2 separate regions of the Ovis aries genome follow, and region 1 is linked to region 2. The links are chromatin contacts, called in public Hi-C maps. All regions are on one chromosome and are shown on one strand. The core of a region is the stretch at or near the end of the contact, and the rest is flanking DNA. Distances in the headings are between cores, read along the strand shown.

Region 1 (4,557 bases), core at 1,478-3,977, 220 kb before region 2:
CAGGGAAGTAGCTGCAGTTGCTATTCAGGATAAAGGCTGTCCACCTGCCCCTAGTGAGGGTCACTAGGAAGCACTCTGAGCCCGGCTCCTCATCTGTCACGTGGGTCCTAGACTGAGGCTCCTTCTCCCCGCAGATGCTCTGGGTGGTGGGTACTCAGGTCAGGTGGCCCCTCCCCAGGGAGGAGATGTGGGAGCTGCACTGTGGGCCTGGCAGCCTGAGGCAGGTGCTTGCTGACCAGGCCACTCCCTGCTTGTTCTGCAGACAAGAAAGCTGCCAGCATGGTTTATGCTTTGAATGCTGGACCACTGGACAAATGGACAGTGTGGGCTGCTATGAGAGAAGTAAGTCCAGGCCATCATTTCCAACTTCGTGTCCCATCTAGTTGTATATTTTCTACTCACAGTCTTTTTTCTATTAGTCCAACAGGTTGAAGAAATTTAAGACCAAACTTTATGCCATAGCTATGAAAAACTCTCAGAGAAACCAGGTAATTCAGAACAGGTAACCAGGTGCCACTCTTGAACCCAGTTGGGGAAAACTTTCCAAGGCAGCTGTCCCAGCATCACCCAGGGACGTCCCTCTACCCTAGCCCAAGTGTTTGGACAACAGGTAGTCACGGCAGATGAACAGAAGGTGTTGTGTAAACTATACACCAGAGGTGCGGGTGGAGGAGCTTTCCATGCCCTGAGGGTGGGCTGCTGACAATGCCAGGCTCGGAGTCCAACATGGCAGCAGGCAAGAGCCTGTTTCCCAGGACAGAAAGCCGTGTTCTCAACCCTGGGCTATTTGCCAAGCCATCTTCTCTTCCTCGTAGTTGGTTGAAATTGTGGGTGGAAAGACCCAGGCATATGAGGTACCCAATGCCGAGGACATGGAAGGCTTTATTATATCGGTGAGTGTGGGATAAATGTGAGAAGGAGGTTGGGGTAGCTTCTCACCACGCTCATGCGTGTCTCTCTTCCTGACCCTACCACCTATTATACTCTCTTCCAGCTCGTGGGAAATTCCTGTAAGCAAGTCATGGGTGGGGACACTTACTATGCCTGTGTAGGAGGTACGTGCTGGGGTCACTGTTGGAGAGTAAATGACATTTGTGTATGTGTGGTGTGAATGTGCCTGAGTCTGAGTGTGGTGTGTGTCTTTGGTGTAAGTGTGAAGTGTGTGTGTGTGTGTGTGTGTGTGTGTGTGTGGTCTCTCAGTATGTGCTGTGTGTGTGCATGGAGTGTTGTTACAGAAATATGTCAGGTATGTTATTGTGCATTGAGTACTTAAGTAAGTGTGGTTTGTGTGAGTCATGTCTGCCATGGATTATGGTGTAGATATTGGGTGTAATTACCTTTTCTTCTGGTTTTATTGAGATATACTTGACATACAGCTCTATATAAATTGAAGTATCTACTACCGAACGACTTCACATACCTGTGCTGGGAAATAAGTACCCTAGTAAGATTAGTGTAATTACCTTTTTAAAATTCAAAACTAAAGAGTTTTACTTAGATATAAGAAAAATAAAGCACAGATTAATAAGAAATATATTTTAAGTAATAAAATTTGTTTTTAAACTCTGGATGGAACACTGGCAAATGTAATCCAATACATGAAAAGGACAGTACATCAAGACTCATGAAGGATCACCTCAGTATTTGAAATGTCAGTGTAATTTACCACATCAGCAAAATGGAGAAAGAAAATGTGATTTTTTTCAATGGATGAACAAAAGAATTGGACAAAGTTCAAGTCATAAGAGGACCATAGTCGGACAAAGGCAACCACACAAATTCTCACAGCCAACACTATACCCAGTGATTCAATGAGGATGGCCTTTCTCTGAGGTCTTGAGCTGGACGAGGATGCCCTCTCTCCCCTGGAGGGTCCCTGCCTCAGCATGGGGATGATCCTGCGCAGTCGAGTTTCTGTTAGAAGCCCGCTGTGAGCTCTGTGTGAGCCAGTTTGTGCATCCACATCACTGGGATTTGTACAGCTGAGGCGGGTGGATAAGCACCAGCTCCCACTGGTAAACACCTCCCGGCTGGATGCAGCTAGATGCAGACCCAGGAAGCTGGTTCTGGTTGCGGTACTCCAAACTGCAAGACTACAGCGTAGTAGGCTGTGGTCAAACAGAGCAGTGCTCACATCCTGTTGCCCACAGGCACAAAAGCAGGGCAAGTTGCTGAGTATCTGGCAGCTCCAATTTCATCTTCAAAGAGTCTAAATAACAAACATCCACTGTCACATCTGCAGTGAGATGTAGACGCAGTGGGATTCGCAGTGACTGGCACAGTGTCTGGAAGCTGGTGGCCCTTACCAGCAGGAGCTGGTACTGAGGGTTCTATCACTGACCCCTGGCTCTGCCCCGACTCTCATGCTGAGCCCAGGTTGGGGAAGGATATGGTTAAAGAACACCCAGGATGAAAACGTCTTCAGCTGCACCCACTGTAGGTCACGTCCGACCCTGACCTCTCCTGTCTCTGACCCTGTGACCTGCAGTGTGAAGTGTAGAGGTGAGGAGAGACCCCCACACACGTGCAGGGTCTTCCCTGCTTCTCTGGTGTCGCTGCTGCCAGCTGTATAACAGCCTATCATGTCCCCAGGACACACACAGCCCTGTCAGACCTCAGGGGAGGATGCCTGTTGTCCTTCATGCCTTGTGCTGGCCCAGCAGGGGTGACAGGTGCTCACTACACACCCTCTGCCAGGGAGGCCCAGCAGTGCTGCTCTGACCTTTACAGCTGCAGGCGTCTTGCCAAAAGCTGTCTCACAGCATGACTGTCACTGGAGGAAAGCTCAAGGCAGGAACCTGGCCCTGGAACAAATAGAAGCTAGCACTCTGAATAAGTCGGTAGGCCGGGTGTGAGGAAGTCTGGAGGAGGTGAGCATGAGGCAGGTCACTTCTTCAGCCTCTCAGGACTAAGACTCTACTCCAAGACTAAGCAGAGGCCTCTGCCTGCCTGCCTGCCTCCAGGCCTGTGCTCCAGGCCCGCCTCCAGGCCTGTGCTCCAGGCCCTCCTCTGCCCAGGGCACGAGGGGCTGAGCAGTCCACTCCCCTTCCCACCTGACCACAGAAGCTGAGGCCCTCAAGCTGGATAACCAGACTCTCCAAGGACCAGCCTCTGCTGTAAGCTCACCTGGTGCAGAGGCTGTGGGGTCAGGGGACTGAGCTTCCTGAAAAACCTCCCTCAGCTTTACAGGCTTCAGCTTACCACCCTTTCAGATGTTACTCTCCTGGTGCCTCAGTCCCAAAGCCTTTCCTGGCCAGCTGCTCACTCCGGCTTCCCACAGCTTTGATGTTTTCCTGTCATTTGTCACTTATGTACCATGACTTCCACTTCGTTGTGTCCATGGTTTTATTTTTTTGATTTTTTATCATTCACCTCACTTTTTCCTACCTTTTATTATGGAAACTTTCATAACTATAGCAAAGTGAAAACAGATGTACAGTGGACACTCCTGTCTCCGCTACCTGGATTGACGGCATTTCTATTATCATTTATCATGGGGTTACCTCGCCTCCAGACCCTTCATTGCGCATGACTACCTGGTGACTGTTTCTGGTTGAGTTCTCTTTTTGAGATGCAGCAGAGCTAAGTGCATCATTTGATGAGTTCTGACAAAGGCACACAGCACCCGTGTAACCCCAAACCTCACGAAGACTCAGAGCATTACAGTCGCACCTAGAATGTCCCCTCAGCTCCCTTCCCAGGCAGTCCCTCCCCTACCTGTGGAGGCAGCTACTCTCTGCTTTCTTCCTCGACAGTCTAATTTGCTGCTTTAGAACCTCTCCTCAGTGACTCACAGGGACGAGCACAGGATCTGGCCCCGGGCACTTGCCACTGTGGTTTGGGGATTCACCCACCCTGTGTGTTGCTGGGTTTGCTTGGGATTTGACCCCAGAAGGCAGGCTGGAGGCGGCCCCCCTGTCACCCTTTCTCCTGTATGTGACCAGACCAGAGTGCGTGTCTGCAAGAAGCCCAGCAGCAAAGGCTGCAGTAGGACCCGTGCAGAGCAGGGCTTCCCTCTGGGGTCCCGCGTCCAGCTCCGCCTCATGGCCAGAGAGCCTCTGTGGGTGGAGGACCTGAGGATGAAGGACGGACACACAGCACCGACGGACACTCCTGCAGCCAGCCTGGGCAGAGGCTGCCCCTCCTCCAGGTCCCTCCTTGTCCCATCCTACTGTCTCCTGAGCTAACAGCCACAAGGAGTTCCGCTTTTGTATGTAGATTCCTACCTAAGTAGACTTTATAAAGATACTTCCCTTTAATGGGATCTTGTAGCACATAGTGTTTTCCATCCTTCTGCACAGTATTCCATCACGTGGATGGACCGATTTATTTATTAGTCTTCCTCGGTCAATATTCAGATTATTCCTAATAAGTGTACTACAAGTCACATTGCAGGGACTGTCCTGATGGTTACTCCTCTTGGGTCAGAGTATCCCCGGGATCAAGACCAGAAGTAGAATTGATACCTTAAGGGGCCACCCAGCTCACTGTGGGCAGCGTCCAGTTCGTCTCAGAATGGCTGTGCCAAGCTGCATGCGGGGCTCCGCCATCTGCCCT
Region 2 (4,940 bases), core at 1,306-3,805:
ATCTGGTGGCTATGCCACAGGAGGGTGAGTGAGCCCTGCCTACACAGCCTGTGTCCAGCCCTCACCAAGCCCTGAGGGACCGAGCATGGGCCCACTTCAGATCCTGCCTGTGGGCAGGTTCCCATCAGCTCCAACAAGGCACAGACTCCGTCCTCCCCTCCTGGGCGTAGACAGTCGGGGCCTCTAGGGGGCTACCTGCCTCATGCTTCCACCTTCACATAGAGGGGGCCTATGGGTTGCCTGGCCCCTGAAAAGAAGAGACCCCAGATCCCCTGAGAACCACACTGCCTTACAGCAGAAAGACTCAGGTAGATCAAAGCCCCAGGAGTCTCTGCTGCTGGGGGAAGAAGAGGGGCCTGCCTGGGCACTGATGGCCCAAAGGGAGAAGGATGCTGGCCTGGGGAGGGCTAACCTCAGAGGCGGCTGTGCCTTTGGAAGCAGCATGGATCCCTGCCCATCTCTGGTACCCTAGTCACTCCTTCATCAGTCACACAAAGTCACCGGGATGTGCAGGACCCTATGCGGGACACAGAGGGGCAGGAATGAAGTACCCGCCACCTTTGCCCATAAGAGCTCATTGTCTAGTGGCTGCTCTGGTGTAGGCCCCTGGGGGGCATTGAAGGTAAATGTCACCTTCAGAGGGTGTGGCAGGTGCCCTGATAATGAAAAGAGTAGAGACTGGCCCTGGGGACGGAGGGGAGGGAGAGGGACTGGCCAGCCAGGTTTGCAAGGGCACAGGACAGCGCTGGGTGAAGAAGAGGGAAAGCAGAGCTGAGAAAGCATGAGCAAAGCAGCCTGGAAGCCAGCGGGTCAGGTTTCTGCAAAGGGCAAGAAGTGAGGAGAGAAAGCATGGGGAGAGGGAGGTGGACAGTCATCCCCGAGGGCTGGGAGGCAGGGAGGGCTGCAGGGGGTGGGAGAGGGGAGCTGGGAGGGGTGTGGGGAGTGCTCTCTTGTCTCCATACGCCGTCAGGGCTGCTGATGAAAACTCCCATGTGCAGCCTCTACCAGGGACCAGGAACCTTGGTCTGTCTCCCACTTAACCATACATGGAGGCCTTGATTCCCCTTTGATAACTGAGAAGCCTGAGGCCCAGAGAGGGGGAACCTGTTGGTTATAGACCTACAGACAGCAGACACCCCAAAACCCATTTTCTGCCTCCCTACTGCTATTGAGCAGCATCCGCTTCTATCTGCGTAGCTGAGCCAGAGCCCTCCACATGCCTTTGAACCCATGATTTTAACCACAGTGACTGTCCCTTGTTGTGAGTACCAGGTAAGCAGGAAAAGATGGATGGAGGTGAAAAGTCATTAAGGAGGGAGCTGTGACACCCAGGCTGGGGTGTGAAACTTGAGGGAAGCCAATTCACGCTGCAAGGTCTTACCCCAGAATGCGTCAGTTCAGCAGAGATAAGCTTTACGGGCACTAAGCTTGACAACTTCCATCTTGATCACTTCCATTGCAGACCGTCAAGGAGCCACCGCCAGTGCTGAATCCAGAGAGGGTGAGTGGTCCTGATGTTGAGAGCATGCCCATTGCACACAATGCCCTACACAGAGAGGCCCCCAGAGGTACTTGGGGAGATGTCCTCCCCCACCCTTGCAGCTCTCACCTATCTGGGCAGAGAGAACTGGTAGAAAGAGAGGGTGACAGAGGGAAGGCAGGGATGCTGACGGAGAAGCAGACTCGCAAAATGTCGCCCAGAGAACACCACTCCCCAGCCCCCAGCATAGTCTGATCCAGGGCCCTTAGCACTGGGTCAGCACGTGGCGTAGCCTGTCTCAGGAACAGCTATGATCCTTCCTGGAATCAATGGGCTTTTTGTCAGTTCCCAAAGGACTGTTTGTAGGATGGTCCTTTCAGCACCCAGGTGAGTTTTTGGAAAAGGATCCTCAGGTTTCAGGGACCTGGACCCCCTCCCTGAGCTCGGCTGCCTGTTGGGCCTCCGTTTCCTTGTTCTTCATCCCTGGCTCATTTCAGGGTGAGGGCCTTGGTGGGGTTGGCCTCTGGGGGGCTGAGGAGGGAGGAGAGAGTCTTATCTGGCATCGAGCTGTGAGAGAGGTGAGTCAAGCTGAGCACAGGTGCCAAAGTCAGGTGGGGAGGCTGTGGCTGACCCACCAGAGTGGGGACCCAAAACAGGGCCCATAAGAGGCAGTTAGAGCAGGAGCACCGTGTCCCAAGATGGGGGGTCTGGGTCTGAGATACAGCGGCAAACAGGGCCTCTGCAGGGCTGGCATAGCACCGGCTGCAGTGGGGCCTGGGGGCTGCCTCTGCCCGAGGCGGGTGAGTGCAGCCCTGTCCCCTGCTGCTGCTGCACCCCTGACAGCCGCCTTCACATGGTGCAGCCTCTCACCCAGCCTCTCCTGCGGGGGCGCCTCTGGGAGCCAAGGGGACAGGGTGAAGTTTGCTGATCTTTGGAGAGGAGGTGTCTTTGTAAGCCAAATGGAGCTGGTGTGTTTTCACATAGAGGCCACTCTCTTCCTGTGCCGGGAGCTGCTCATCTGTCCTTGATTCTCCCACAAACATTTGCTGAATGGCTGACACTTGACAGGTGCCAGGGCAACAGACGTCATGTGTCTGCACCCAGGAGCTGCCAGACAAGAACATGGTGTTTTCTCTCCCTAGGAGCCGGAGGAGACGTGCCAAATGCCGTGCCCCACAGTGATTGTCCCTTGTGGGTGCCAAGGAGGGGGAATGAAACGAATGGAGGTGAGAAGGGCCCTCGGGAAGGAGTACTGAGTCCACGGCTGGGGAGCAGGGGGTGAGGACAGCTGGTTCATGCCCAAGTCTGGCTCCAGTAGGCATGGCTTGAGCAGAAACGAGCTGTGGGCACCAGACTATGTTCCCTTGCTGCTAGAGAAAAGCCAAAAGCACCCCAAACCTAGTTGCTCAGGGGAAGCCGAAAGTACAAGGGCTCATGTTCCCATCACTGCCAGCATTTCCCCCTTGGGATGGGCCCAAGCTCTGGATGTTGTTGGGGCCCCCAAAGGGCAGTTCAGTGTTGTTTCAGGGAATTGGTGGGGATGGATCCCTGACAGGCAATTTCAAGTGAGAGGAGACACTGTCCCTCTAGAGGCAGCATCTAGGCCTGTAGCGTCCTCACAAACACATCTGCTTTTCAGGGAAAACTGGATAGCTTGTGTGAATTTGTTCAGCGCTGCAATCAGATGTCAGTAATGTGGTGCCCAACCAGAGACATGGTAAGCAGGGCACAGGGATGCTCCCCGGGTTGCTCCATGGGTTGGGGTCTTGGTTTTGCCCTTCATCATTGGCCCCTGAGACTGTCGGTCAGAGAACCCTGTCCTGTCTGGGTATCTGCCAGGAAAAATGTCCAAGAAGTGCAGACCTGGAGCTCATGCGCCTCCAGACGATTCTCCACACGGCACACATGAGTTTCCTCTGTGTCCTCATCGCAAGGATGTCAGGACCTTTCTTCTCAGAACTATGACTAGAACTGCCAATCCTAAGTAAAAAGGTCTGGAGAGGCCTATTTGCCTCCCATCAATCGTCCCTCTCCACAATTCCCCCTCCCCTGGGCGACTGCTAGCTGCACCCCACCCATGAGATTTTCCTGAACTGGTCACTCAAGTGCCAGCAATGGTGGGACATGGTGACACCCCCTCCCCAATGTTGTCGGGCCAACACTGACTGCATTTAGCAGGTAGCAAAGACGACCCCCTGTGTCATTGCCTGTGACAATGGGGAGAAGCCAAATCGTTCCAGCTGTCATCCTTGGAATGTAACAATAATGCTGGGTAATTCTACTGTGCTCTTTCTGTGGGTCAGTTGCTCAGCTAAAAACTTTACATGTCTTCATTGCTTTAATCCTCCCAATAATTACAGGTAGATACTACTATTATCCCACAGAGAGGCTGAGTGACTTGACTAAGTCACAAAGGCTGGGAGGAGCACTGACTTGAATTCTGAGCCTGGCTCTATCCTTCTCTTTGAACCCCATTTGGGGTCAGTACTCATGATCTCATGGTGCTTACCCACAGACCACCAGAGGTTGCCCTACCCAGCTCCCTGGGGCCCAAGGAGGGCAATGGTTTGCCTGGAAATCATTTGCCTGGCCGTTCCAAACTCAGACCCTTTCCACAGACCAGACCAGGGGCCTGGAGGACGTTGCGGACCCCGAGCCTTTAATGAGGGCTGCATCAGTCACCTTCCCTGAATCACACAGGCTCTTGGAGACTGGGCGCTTGGGCGTTTGGAAACTGTAGTCAGGCCAGAAAGCCTCTGGACACTGATACTGACACATCTGAGGCACTGCTCACACCCAGCAGAGACATTATCTGGTGCCAGAGTGCCAGCGTTCCTACGGCTCTCAGTCCCAGGTTTACTTGCCGGGAAGCCCCATTCTCCACCTGATTCTCCTGGAACCTCTCCCCGGAACCACAGCCTCATTATGCTCACAAGAGCCCCATGCCAGCATTATGCCTCGTTCAGTAGAGACAGCCACGCAGAGATGCTCAGTCAGGAGCAGGAAGGACAGAGCAAGACAGAGATAAGACCCAGATGGGAGACCCCAGACACAGCCTTCCTGCCCAGAGCTCAGGGCTCTGAAGCGGTCACAGGCCCAGGGCTGCTCTGTGGAGCTTGTGCTGGGATGGCAGAGCGATGGGTTAGGGAGCTCGTATCCCCCAGGGCTCTGCTCGGCCCCTGCAACACCAGCTCTCCAGCCTGCCCGTTAGTCTCTCTGGGTTCACAGTGATCTGTGTGCTTCCTGGAGGCAAAACGGAGGCCTGAGAGATCAGGGAAGCTGCCAAGGCCACCCAGAGAGTAAGCGGCAGCAGCCCGAGCTGGCTGAAACCAACCTGCTCATCCTGAGAGGGGCTGGGAGCCCGTGACTGTGCCTGGTGGACGTGACCCCTCCCATTCCTCTGCCCCCCTCCCATTTGACCTTATCCCTCCCAACCATAGTCCTAGGGCTTGAGTGTTAA

Evidence for each region. A called contact is a pair of places that touch in the nucleus more often than the background predicts.
Region 1: a contact with region 2 is called in a Hi-C map of muscle, with 3 times the contacts expected there. The contact joins two enhancer-like sites. A contact is called at or near these places in 3 of 16 Hi-C or Micro-C datasets (hypothalamus, muscle and tail adipose tissue).

What each region holds. Positions count from the first base shown.
Region 1 is chr25:41,202,906-41,207,462 of ARS-UI_Ramb_v3.0, reverse strand. It overlaps LOC105605098 (anthrax toxin receptor 2-like), which reads left to right. Exons shown (of 7, transcript XM_042240811.2): 4 at 263-342; 5 at 420-488; 6 at 816-893; 7 at 995-1,567. The coding sequence ends at 1,111. Among named protein-coding and RNA genes, the nearest start is that of ZNF488, 20 kb to the left of the region's middle. Within about 2 kb of position 2,727, at least 3 of the 54 cell types and tissues checked have an H3K27ac peak or open chromatin away from gene starts, as enhancers often do. A contact at or near this core is called in muscle, where this site is marked.
Region 2 is chr25:40,979,891-40,984,830 of ARS-UI_Ramb_v3.0, reverse strand. It overlaps ANTXRL (ANTXR like), which reads left to right. Exons shown (of 13, transcript XM_042240948.1): 11 at 1-24; 12 at 1,463-1,501. Among named protein-coding and RNA genes, the nearest start is that of ANTXRL, 38 kb to the left of the region's middle. Within about 2 kb of position 2,555, at least 1 of the 54 cell types and tissues checked has an H3K27ac peak or open chromatin away from gene starts, as enhancers often do. A contact at or near this core is called in muscle, where this site is marked.